3 separate regions of the Oryctolagus cuniculus genome follow, and all the other regions are linked to region 3. The links are chromatin contacts, called in public Micro-C maps. All regions are on one chromosome and are shown on one strand. Each heading gives the region's core, a stretch centred on a gene start, on an enhancer-like site or on the middle of the called end of the contact. The rest is flanking DNA. Distances are from core to core; before and after follow the strand shown. Region 1 holds the start of SLC12A6 (solute carrier family 12 member 6). Region 2 holds the start of LPCAT4 (lysophosphatidylcholine acyltransferase 4). Region 3 holds the start of EMC4 (ER membrane protein complex subunit 4).

Region 1 (3,338 bases), core at 829-3,328, 130 kb before region 3:
TATCAAACATCCAACCCATGCAGCAGGTCCTTGGAAAGAAAGTCTGTGAGGTTTGAATAAACAGCAGGCCTGCCTGAGGGAAGAGCTTCAGGACATGGTTTCTTCCTCAAAATGCCGGGGTCAGGAATCCCAGGGTTTAGGGCCCCACTGCTTGGCTTCCAATCCAGCCTCCTGCTGATGGAAAGCAGGTGCACTGGAGAAAGCGGGTGATGGCCCAAGTGCTTGTGCTTGTGCTTGAGGGCCCCGTCACCTAGTACAGGAGACTAGGATGGAGCTTGGGGCTCCGAGCATTTGCCTGGCCCAGCCCTGGCCATTGCTGCCATTTGGGAAGTGAACCAGCAGATGGAACATTCTCTCTCATCCTTTCAAATAAAAAATTTTTTAAATCTTTAAATAAAAAGTTAAGCTTGAAAAGATTTTCATTTATATGAGAGTTTCTCATTTTGTTACTAGGTTCTTCAACTGGATTTCACACTTTCTCAATTGATAAAAGGGAATTTCTTGGCTTGGAACTTTTTTTTAAAGATTTATTTTTATTTATTTGAAAGAGTTACAGAGAGAAAGAAAGGCAGAGAGGTCCTCCATCCGCTGGTTCTCTCCCCAGTTGGCCACAACGGCTGGAGCTGCACCAATCTGAAGCTGGAGCCAGGAGCTTCTTCCAGATCTCCCACATGGGTGCAGGGGCCCAAGGACTTGGGCCATCCTCCACTGCTTTCCCAGGCCAGAGTATAGAGCTGGATCAGAAGTAGAGCAGCCAGGTCTCAAACCGTCACCCTTATGGGATGTCGGCACTACAGGTGGTGGCCTTACCCGCTACGCCACAGCGCCAGCCCCTTGCTTGGGTCTTAAATACAGTTCTATTGCTAGGGATTCTGCTTAAACATTCCCACTTGTGAGAAGCAAGGAGCTAGTTTTCAGGGCTCAGGATGGTTAAATTTAGATGTCTTGATGAAACTAAATTTTCAGAAAACTTTGATGAACAGGACCTGCAACACCAGCATCCCATATGGATGTATCCTGGCTGCTCCACTTCGGACCCAGCTCCCTACTAATGCGCCTGGAAAAGCAGAGGATGGTGGCACAAGTGCATGGGCCCTGCCATCTACTTGGAAGATCTGGAGGAAGCTCCTGGCTCCCTTGGGGCCATGTGGGGGTTGAACCAGCAGATGGAAGCTCTCTCCCTCTCTCTGTGTAACTCTTTCAAAATAAATGTCTTTAAAAAAAAAAAAAAAAAAAAACTTTGAACAAAAATTTGTTGAACACCTGTACTTATGCATTAAGTAAACACAAAAATATTCTAATGCAGTAAATTATAGAAAAAAATGTCCAAGGGAAAATAGTTCAATATATTGCTTTTACAATTAAAGCCGATTTTTTTTTTTAAAGATTTATCTATTCGAAAGGCACAGGTACGGAGAGGGAGAGACAGATCTTCCATCTGCCGGTTCACTGCCCAGATGGCAGCCACGGCCAGGGCTGGGCCAGCCCAAGGCCCTGAGCCTCTAGGCGGATGCAGGGGCCTAGGCACTTGGGGCATCCACCGCCTTCCCGGGGGCATCATCAGGGAGCTGGATCGGAAGCTGGGGCGCCATGCAGCACCTGGCGGGACGCCAGTGTTGCAGGTGCTAGCTTACCCACCACACCGCAACCACGGCCCCTAAAGGCGACTCCTTTAACGGAGCATCTGGGATAACTAGAAACTGGGCACAGCAATTCTTAAAAGGACAAGGAGGAAGGAGAATGCACGTGTGACAGAAGATGTGTAACCGAGCACACAAAGCTTTAGGTTAACCCGCTACACAGATTTCTATGAGGGTCGTACCTGGGCTTGTGGTATTTACAGAGGTTATGGGTGTCTACCAAGACGCTCTTGTTAGGGAAATGGTCCTGAGGGTCTGCGGGTGAGGGTCGCTGCCGGCTCTCCCGCGTTCCTCCAGAGCGCGTCGGGCACCGCCACCCCGCCGCGGCGGCCCGCAGCGCGGCTCCGAGGCGGACTACAGTTCCCGTCGTGCCCCGCGCCCCCGGGCCCCGGCGGGCGCAGGCGCGCTGCGGGCTCCCCGCCGGCGCAGAGGCGGGGCGGGGCCGCGGGCGCCGGAGGGGCAGCGCCGCCCTCCCACGGTTCCGCGGGGCTCCTCGGACGGCTGACCTCGAATGAGGAACGAGCGGGGAGGGAAGGGGAGGGCTGCGGTGGCGCGGGCAGAGCCCGCCGGGCCCGGGGCGGGGGGCGGCGAGGTCACGTAACGGCCGCCCCGGCGTCTCCGCTCCCCGGCATCCCGAGCGCGCCGCGGCTCAGAAACAGTTACCGGCTCGTAAACAACAGCTGCGCGCGCACCGCATCAGCTGGCGCCGGCATCCCGCACCTGCGACCTCCGCCCCTCCTGCCCAGGCAGGGCCGGCGTGCTTGGCGGGCTCCTCCTCTGCCGGGACCGAAGGAAGACCTGCGGCGGGCCGGGGGCGGGGAGACGGCGTCTTCCCCACCTGTCACTCGCGGGAGGACCCGGCGAGCCGGCCGTGGGCGCCGGTGGACTCGCAGCGACCCGCCACGACCCCGAGCTGCAGTCGGAGGGGTCTTGACCCGCTAGCCGCCTCCTGCCGGAAGAGCGGGCGCGCCGCCCCCGCAGCCTCCGGAGGCAGGACTCCGCCGTGCCCGGCAGCCGCCCGCTTCTCCATCCAGTAGTGTGGGTTATTCTTCCCGTTATGCATGTGCACCTCTCCCTCCAGACCCGAGTGGATTGTCGACCTCGGGTGGCTCTGCACGCTCCTCCTCCCAGCCAGCCCTGGGGGGTGTTCACCTGATACACAACAGGTGGCCGGGTGCACACCTTTTCGCAATCTGGTCCGCGCTGTATCCACTGGTAAGGGCGGGCCTGTGCGCACTCTGCTCGGCTAGACCCGTGGGACGCTCCGCCGATCACGGACTGCTGCCCCGGAGGGAGCCTGGGGGTGGAGGGCGAGGACGCTGCAGCGCTGCGAGGCCATGGCCCTGCGCCCTCAGCCCCGGGCCGGGGGCGGCAGCTAGGTCGTTCTTCCTCCTAGCATCCAAGCTGCTATCGTTTCGGTTTTTCCTCAGAAAAAGGGGGGAAAATGCCTCAGCTGTTGGGGGTACACTTTTCAGGACAGTCAGCTTGAATTCCGAGTAGGATTCTTGTGTGGGGCTTTGTGTGGTGTGAACCGAGGTGACAGAAGGTTGACTTTGTTTTAAAGTTTTCTATTTCTGCAGTCAAAAGTAGCATAGGAGCAAAGTTTTTTGTGAGGTTTGTCCCTTTTTCTTTGTTCTTGAAAAAAGAAAAATGCATCCTCCAGAAACCACCACCAAGATGGCTTCAGTTCGGTTCATG
Region 2 (3,492 bases), core at 238-2,737, 160 kb before region 3:
CCTTTCAAACAAAATGAAAATAAATTTTTAAAAAATTTGAAGAAATTGGTTTTAAAAAAGCTAGAATCTGGAAATCATGTGTGATTCGTGTGGGGACCTCCATGTTACAAACAAAAATACCCCAATCCTGCTCCTTGGTCTCAAAAGGATGCATGAGTTTGCATACCTTTCAGCGTAGTCCCAGAAGCAGATCCACCTGGAACCTGGTTTCAAGAAGCCAGTGGAGCCACAGCCCTTCAGCTCCCCTAACTGCCAATCACTGGGGCAGAATAAATAAAGCAAGGTGAGCCTGGAACTCAACACAGCTGGAACAGAGGTCCTCGTCTTCCTGAGAGAATCTCAGAGGGGAGGTGGACATTGGCAGTAAGCAAGCTGCTCAAGTTTAGTGAAATAATACAGCTGGCAGGCCAAGCAAGGCGTCTCGGCAGAGAATCCGAAGCCCCGCCTGCACTCAGACTGCATTTCCTAGGGGTCTGGGGGCCCACGGTTCTCCTGCTCCCGCCCTCTTCCTCTGGGATATGGCTGGGCCTGCAACCTGTGAAATTCCTCCCGGCACGGGCGGAGACGCTTCCAGCGCGGTGTGCGGTGTGCCGGGGAGCGCGAAAGCCGGCTCCATCTCCTCACGCCGCCCCGCGCCGTGTGCGTTCTTCAGCCTCTCACACGCCGGGGCTAATGCCTACCTTTCTACCTAACAAGCTGAAGGCAATGCGACTCGCATTCCTTTTCCGTCGCACTTGTCTTTTTTTTTTTTTTTTTTTTACTGGGTTCCTGGCTCTCAAAGTCCACCCAGATTTCCCGGTCCCTTATCTCACTGTGGCCTTATAACCCAGGCCGCTGAAATGCCTTCTCTGGGGTGGTTTGGGCCCTGGGGGCGACGGGCAGGACTGCGTTCTCCCCGCACCTGGCGCCACGCGGGGCGTTAGCGCGCCGACCGCGGCCCGCAGCGCCAGCACGCGGAGGCGGCGCCACACGGCCGCCAGGGGGCGCCGGCGCCTCAAGTCCGCGCGCCATGGCGGCGTCGCCCAGACCTGGAAGCAGAGGTGGCCGGCCTACCAGGAGCGGCGACGGGGCTCGGGAGCCCGCTCAGGAGCCGGGCCCCAAGGTCCCTTACGGCGGCCAGCCCCGGCGGAGGGCGCACCCGCACCTCCATCCCCCTCCCGACGCTCCGCCGAGGACCAGGGCGCGCTCGGCGCCGCGCGCACCTCGGGCCCCACTCCCGCCCCGAGCCCCGAGGCCTGCTAGCGGGCGGCGGCCAGGTGTTCAGAGGGGAACGACCGCAGGGCCGCGGCGCCGGCGTCGCGCCCCGGCCTCGGCGGACAATGGCCGCAGGCGCTGCGAGCATCGCGCCCGGCTCGGAGGCGCTGGAAGCCCCGCCCCCGGCCGGCGCCCTGACAACGCGGGCGGGCCGGGCCGCGCCGCCTGCTCCCCGCCCCTCGGCGGCCGGCGCCAGGCGGGGCCCGGGCCAGAGCGCCGGCGCTGCCGCAGGAGCAGCGGCTGCTGCAGAGCGGGGCCGGGGCCGGGGCCGGGGCCGGGGCCGGGGCCGGGGCCGGGGCGCCCTCCCGCCCACCTCCTCCCGCCATGAGCCAGGGAAGCCCGGGGGGCTGGGCCCCCGTCGATGCCACCCCGGGGCCCCCGGCGCCCCCCAACCCCTTCGTGCACGAGTTACATCTCTCCCGCCTCCAGAGGGTTAAGGTGAGGCGTGGGCAGGGGGCTTCGGGAGCCCTCGCGGCCAGAGGGAGACAGGGCCCATGTAGAGCCCTGCGGCAGATGGGCTCGGGGATCCGGGCTGCGTGGCTTGCGCAGCAGGCGTCGGGAGGTGCGCACGTGGGGGCGGCCGGGGGTGGGTGGGCAGGAGCCTTGGAGGGGACGCGATGGGTCACCTCGAAGGTGTGAAAGAATCGAGGAGGTGGGGATGGAGGACTGGAGGGGACCCAGGAGTAGAGGAGATGGAGGAGCCTGGGAAACGCTGTCTGCGTCCTGCGGAGCTGACAGGCTTGGAAGGGGTCGGATGCTCCGGGAAGCCGAGGTTGGGGGCGGGGGCGTGCGCACGGCTCCTCCGGGGCTCTGACTTGGAGGGAGGACGGTTCCGGGCCCGGAGCCTGCGCCCCTGCGCCCTTCCATCACCCCCTTTGCCCGTTCCCCCCACCTCCAGGCCCCGCACTGCAGCACCTCCCGTTGGGGGCAGGGTTGGCCACAGGAAGTGGAGGTGGTGTGGGCAGGGAGCGTTCAAGGTGTCTGCTGTCATCGCCTCCCCTGAGGCGGGCTCCAGGGACTAGGTTTGTTTACCTCCTCTTTCCCCAGGGCAGCCTATGGAGTTACCTTGGCTCCTGGCAACCCTTGAGTCCTGGGTAGGGTCCAGCCCTTTGCCATCCCCCCAGTGCCAGGGGATTGCTGCTGGGCAGTACTGGAGACCGACCCACTGAAAAGCGCACCTTCGATGTCTCCAGCCCTCTGCCTCCCAAGCCCAAAGTGGGAAGAACCATGCACCTGGTTTCTGTTGGACATAGGAGCTATTTATGGAAAGGGAGTTGGGGGAGGAGGCCCTGCCTCCAGCGGACTCCATAGCAAGCACAGTGCTAGGCGCTCTCACGGGTTTTCTCTTTAAGTGTTCCTAGCAGCCCTGCCCAGTACTTGATGCGGTTTGTGCCTTCGGTTTTATAGGTGGGGTGGGGACCAGCTGCGAGATGTGAGAACAGGAGGCCCTGCGCTCTTCATCTTCCACCCTCTTGCCCTCCTTGGGTCCCAGCCCCTCTCCTGTTGGCACGCCACTTGGCACCTGCAAGGGGTGGTGGCTCCTGGGTCTGTCCCTGTGGGAGGGGGTCCCTGGCCGTGGCGGAGCGTCATCTCCCAGCTCTGCAGTGGCATTCTCTCCCTCTGCAGTTCTGCCTCCTGGGGGCACTGCTGGCCCCCGTCCGAGTGCTTCTGGCCTTTATCGTCCTCTTTCTCCTCTGGCCCTTTGCCTGGCTGCAAGTAGCCGGTCTCACTGAGGAGCAGCTTCAGGAGCCAATCACAGGATGGAGGAAGTAAGTGGGGGAAGGGATGGACCCCTTTCTTGTTTCCCTGCTGTCCGTGCTGCCCCCACTGTGAGAAGATGAGAGGGCTGTGAAGTGCACCTGCCCAGCCTGGGTTGGTGAGATGAGGCAGCCAGCCCCGGCCAGGTTCCCTGATCCCCATCTCTAAGGGATGTTACCTGACCTTTCCCGAAGGGGCCAGAGACTCCAGCCCCGTGGCCAAAGTATTTGAGGGCAAAAGGGAGACCCTGCTTTCCTGGGTTCCTGAACCTTGGGGGTGGAGAGAGGTCCCAGTGCCATCCCCTCAGACATCTGACCTTGCTCTGGCAGGACCGTGTGCCACAACGGGGTGCTGGGCCTGAGCCGCCTCCTCTTCTTCCTGCTGGGCTTCCTCCGGATTCGTGTTCGGGGCCAGCGGGCCTCTCGCCTTCAAGCCCCTGTCCTTGTGGCTGCCCCCCATTCCACTTTCTTTGACCCCATT
Region 3 (3,690 bases), core at 1,138-3,637:
GTCCTGCTGTTATGGAGCTTAACAAAATAGTAAGGCATATAGGCAACAACATGAGTAAATTATATATTCACATCATATATGATTGATAATGGAGAAACACAGCATAGGAAAACAAAATACTTAGTGCCATAAAGGTAGGCTTCACCAAGTCGGTAACACTTGAGAGAACTAAAGGAGATCAAGTCAGGATGGTAGCTGGGGAAGAGCATTCCATGAAGAGCGAAGAAGGCCTGGAAAAGACAGGAGCTTGTCTGGCATTCTAAAGGAGAGCAAGGAGGCCATTGTGACTACAATGGAATCAATGATGAGAAAAAAGGTAGGACATGAGGTCAAATAGGTTCTAAGGGGCTTGGTCAATACAGACTTACGCAGAACATTACAAAAATTGACTTTGGTGCTGAATGAATGGGGAGCCATAGGGGAGTTTTTGAGTAGGAATGATCTGACTTGTTTAAAAAAGGATCATAAACTGCTGTGCTGGTGTAAGATGGAAGAAGCAAGACCAGTCCAAAATCTGCAGATAAGGGCACAAGGAATCTTTGTAGGAAGACATTTTCTCTTTCAAGGTGGTGATGGTTTCATGGGGGTACAGCACTGTCAACGGTCGTCAGATTGCATAATGGTTCTCAACTGAGGGCAATTTGCCTCCCAGGAGAAGGAAATGTTGGAAACATCGTTTTGATTGTCATAACTAGGGAAGGGCACTATTAGCATCTGCTGGGTAGTAGCCAGGGGTGCTGCTCAGCACCCTACAGTGCAATACCCCACCACACACAAGTATTCAGGCAACAGTGCCGAGGCTGAGAAACCACGCTTTAATTGTGTATATGTTATTAACTGTACATAAGCTCTATCTCAAGAATATATATAGTGTATTGCAGACATCTGGGTGAGGGATGGTAGCTTAGATCAGGATGACAGATGAAGGCAGGAAGAAGCAGTAGGACCAAGATTAGTTTGGAGATGAAGCCAACAACGTTCTGGTAGATTGGACTGAACTGTGCAAGGGAAGGGGAGTGCAAAAGAGAGGAGATGGAAACTGCTGGTACACACAGATCATTTGCAACCTACCTTCTTAGAACTTATGCTCCAAACGTCTCTTAGTTTTACCAATTATTAAGCACTTTTGGAGCTGCTAAGCAGACTTCTGTAATAAACTCAAGCAGGTTAGCTCACAAACATCCAGGATAACAGTAATGCTACCCAGAAGAGGATGATGGATCAACTGGCCCAAGGACTACAATAACATTTATACCTCTGTACCTTCTCCACCAGGATCCGGTCTGTCTCCTGCACACTGGTATCAGGCACTTGCTTGTCCAAGTAACCGACTGGGTACAGTGAGTCTCCCTGACCACTACTCCGGTCACTTCGGCCCCTAAAAAACCCAAGCCAAAAAATTAAACCTGAACCTCCCACGCTTATATCCCCATTTCCTGTTCTACCAACCACACGAAGAGAGACCCTCAGATGCATCGATACAAATTCGACCAAGCCTTCTGGTGAGTTCGTCAGCCCCGGGCTTATTAACAAGACAGAAAAAAAGCATCCTTTGGTCACATCACCTCCAATAGCAGAGAAGCTGCAACCTCCCCGGGTTGTGCGCCACTCAACCTGTTCAGAGGCTTGCGCCTCAGGGCCCAGGACCCATCACTCGTACTGCTCTGGGATAGAAGACTGGTGTCGAGCTTCCCCAGATAGCTCACCTGCTGCCTCCTCCAGGCCCGCTCAGCTCAATGGCCCACTTGAAGCGCCGGCCTCGGTTCGCGACCAGGCTCCCTTGGGCTGTCATAGCAACGACCGCTTACTAAAGCCGGGAAACTTCTCACCCCAAACCGTACGCCTGCCGCAGGCCCACTAGCGTCCCTAACTTCAAGGTCCCGTTCTGCAAGAACACTTCCGGCGCCGGTGTATGACGTCACTTCCGCTGCGGGCCTAAGCGCGTTCGGGGATTAGAAAGTGGGGCAAGTTTTAAAAGCTTCCGAAGCGACTCCTGGGAGCTTGCACCTTTCTGAATAGGCTTGCTCTGTGTTCCCTGACCTGAGGTGCGCTTTACAGAGCAGAAGCAAAGTCCCTAAGTGACTCTGTCTCAGGAAGCGAAGCCAAGAAGAGAATTCTTCATCGTCTCGCTCCCGGGAAGAAGCGGTGGAAATCCTCGGTGTAACTCCCAGCTGCACCGCCGACTGCCCTCGAGCGCGTGATTTAGTACCGAGTGTTGAGTATCCCGCGGAGCTTTGTTTAGTTGCGCTGACTTCTCACAGCAACCCTCGAGCTGGGTAGTTTGAGCCCCGTTCTGCGCGACGCCAGGGTGGCGGGGTGGGTTTGGGAGCCGCGGACTGGAGTCAGAGGGCCGCCTCTCACTTCGGCTCCGCTTTCACTGTGTGACCCTGCGCAGCTTGAACACGTTGTGCTTTAACTTCACCCGTAAAAGGTGGATGATCTGCCTATTTTTACGGCTTATTGTGAGCTTACGTGGTACCCACCCCATGCATGATGTGTTGAATTTGAAAATTTAGATCGTTATTCTTGGCGATTGGATTTTGTATTACCTAACTTTTATACCTTTTCACAATTTAACCCACTATTGGATATTTAAATTGATTCCCGCCCGCTCTTATAACCAATGTGAACATCCTGTTTGTCATATTTTGTCTACTATATTCTGCAAAATAGCACTTTTACATTGCATTGTGTCTGCTTTAAAAGTTCATAGGAAAATTGAATTACAGGATAATGAGAATTTTCTGTGAAATTCCTGAAGCTCCCGTACTCCTCTATATCCTGACCTAAATCCCCGAGGGCAGGAGATTAAAGTATTGTTAGAAATAATAGATCCTTTATAGAAATGGGATTCAAATTGAAACTAAACTTATGAAAATTTAGGTTTTTGCACAAACTGTTTTTTCAAGGAAAGGGAAATAAGTATAAGTTTTTCTATCAACTTAGGAAACCGAGTTTTTTTTTTTTTTTTTTTTTTTTTGGCAGGCAGAGTGGACAGTGAGAGAGAGAGAGAGACACAGAGAAAGGTCTTCCTTTACCATTTGTTCACCCTCCAATGGCCGCTACAGCCGGTGCACTGCGGCTGGCGCGCTGTGCTGATCCGAAGCCAGGAGCCAGGTGCTTCCTCCTGGTCTCCCAGGGACCAAGGACCTGGGCCATCCTCCACTGCCATCCCAGGCCACAGAAGAGAGCTGGACTGAAAGAGGAGCAACCGGGACTAGAACCCAGGATTCTAATTCTAATTCCAGATAATCTAGGAACATTTTGACCTTAATTTCTTCATCTCTAGAAGAGACTGATTGTAGGTGATTTCTAAGAGTGAGTGAGTTCTAAAATGTATTATACGTTTGAAAAAAACATTTTACATATTGTTATTCCATTCATATACAAGTACACTCAGGAAAAAATGGCACAAAAGATACATGAGAGTCATGAGACACTGAATCATCTTTTTAAATTGTGCTGTCCCGTGTTCTCTGCATTCTGCAGGTTCTATTTTTTGTAGTTAGAAACATGTAAACAGTATAATTGTGATTCTAATCTTAGAAGTATAGTGGTTTCTGTTCTGAACACACGTGAGCATCAGCTCAAGCACGTTCTGAAATGCTGATGCCTGGGCAGCTCCAGAGATGCTGATCCATCTGCTAAGGGTGGGGTCTGCGCACCAGTGTTTTTTATGGTTCTCCGGGT

The links. Hi-C and Micro-C count contacts between places; a contact is called where the count stands out from the background.
Region 1: a contact with region 3 is called in a Micro-C map of ear pinna, with 4 times the contacts expected there. The contact joins the promoter of SLC12A6 here to the promoter of EMC4 in region 3. A contact is called at or near these places in 3 of 6 Hi-C or Micro-C datasets (ear pinna, embryonic fibroblasts and an unstated tissue).
Region 2: a contact with region 3 is called in a Micro-C map of ear pinna, with 9 times the contacts expected there. The contact joins the promoter of LPCAT4 here to the promoter of EMC4 in region 3. A contact is called at or near these places in 3 of 6 Hi-C or Micro-C datasets (ear pinna, skin fibroblasts and an unstated tissue).

The regions. Positions count from the first base shown.
Region 1 is chr12:55,654,307-55,657,644 of mOryCun1.1, forward strand. It overlaps SLC12A6 (solute carrier family 12 member 6), which reads left to right and starts at 2,079. Exons shown (of 26, transcript XM_008269264.4): 1 at 2,079-2,855; 2 at 3,304-3,338. The coding sequence starts at 2,702.
Region 2 is chr12:55,627,450-55,630,941 of mOryCun1.1, forward strand. It overlaps LPCAT4 (lysophosphatidylcholine acyltransferase 4), which reads left to right and starts at 1,488. Exons shown (of 14, transcript XM_017348160.3): 1 at 1,488-1,692; 2 at 2,881-3,023; 3 at 3,342-3,492. The coding sequence starts at 1,579. LOC100355813 (olfactory receptor 4F15-like) reads right to left here and starts at 1,150. Exons shown (of 3, transcript XM_008269585.3): 1 at 1,054-1,150. The coding sequence starts at 1,150.
Region 3 is chr12:55,783,181-55,786,870 of mOryCun1.1, forward strand. EMC4 (ER membrane protein complex subunit 4) reads right to left here and starts at 2,388. Exons shown (of 5, transcript XM_002718012.5): 1 at 1,707-2,388; 2 at 1,264-1,378. The coding sequence starts at 1,792. It overlaps LOC127483703 (a long non-coding RNA gene), which reads left to right and starts at 1,918. Exons shown (of 2, transcript XR_007910206.2): 1 at 1,918-2,276; 2 at 2,986-3,690.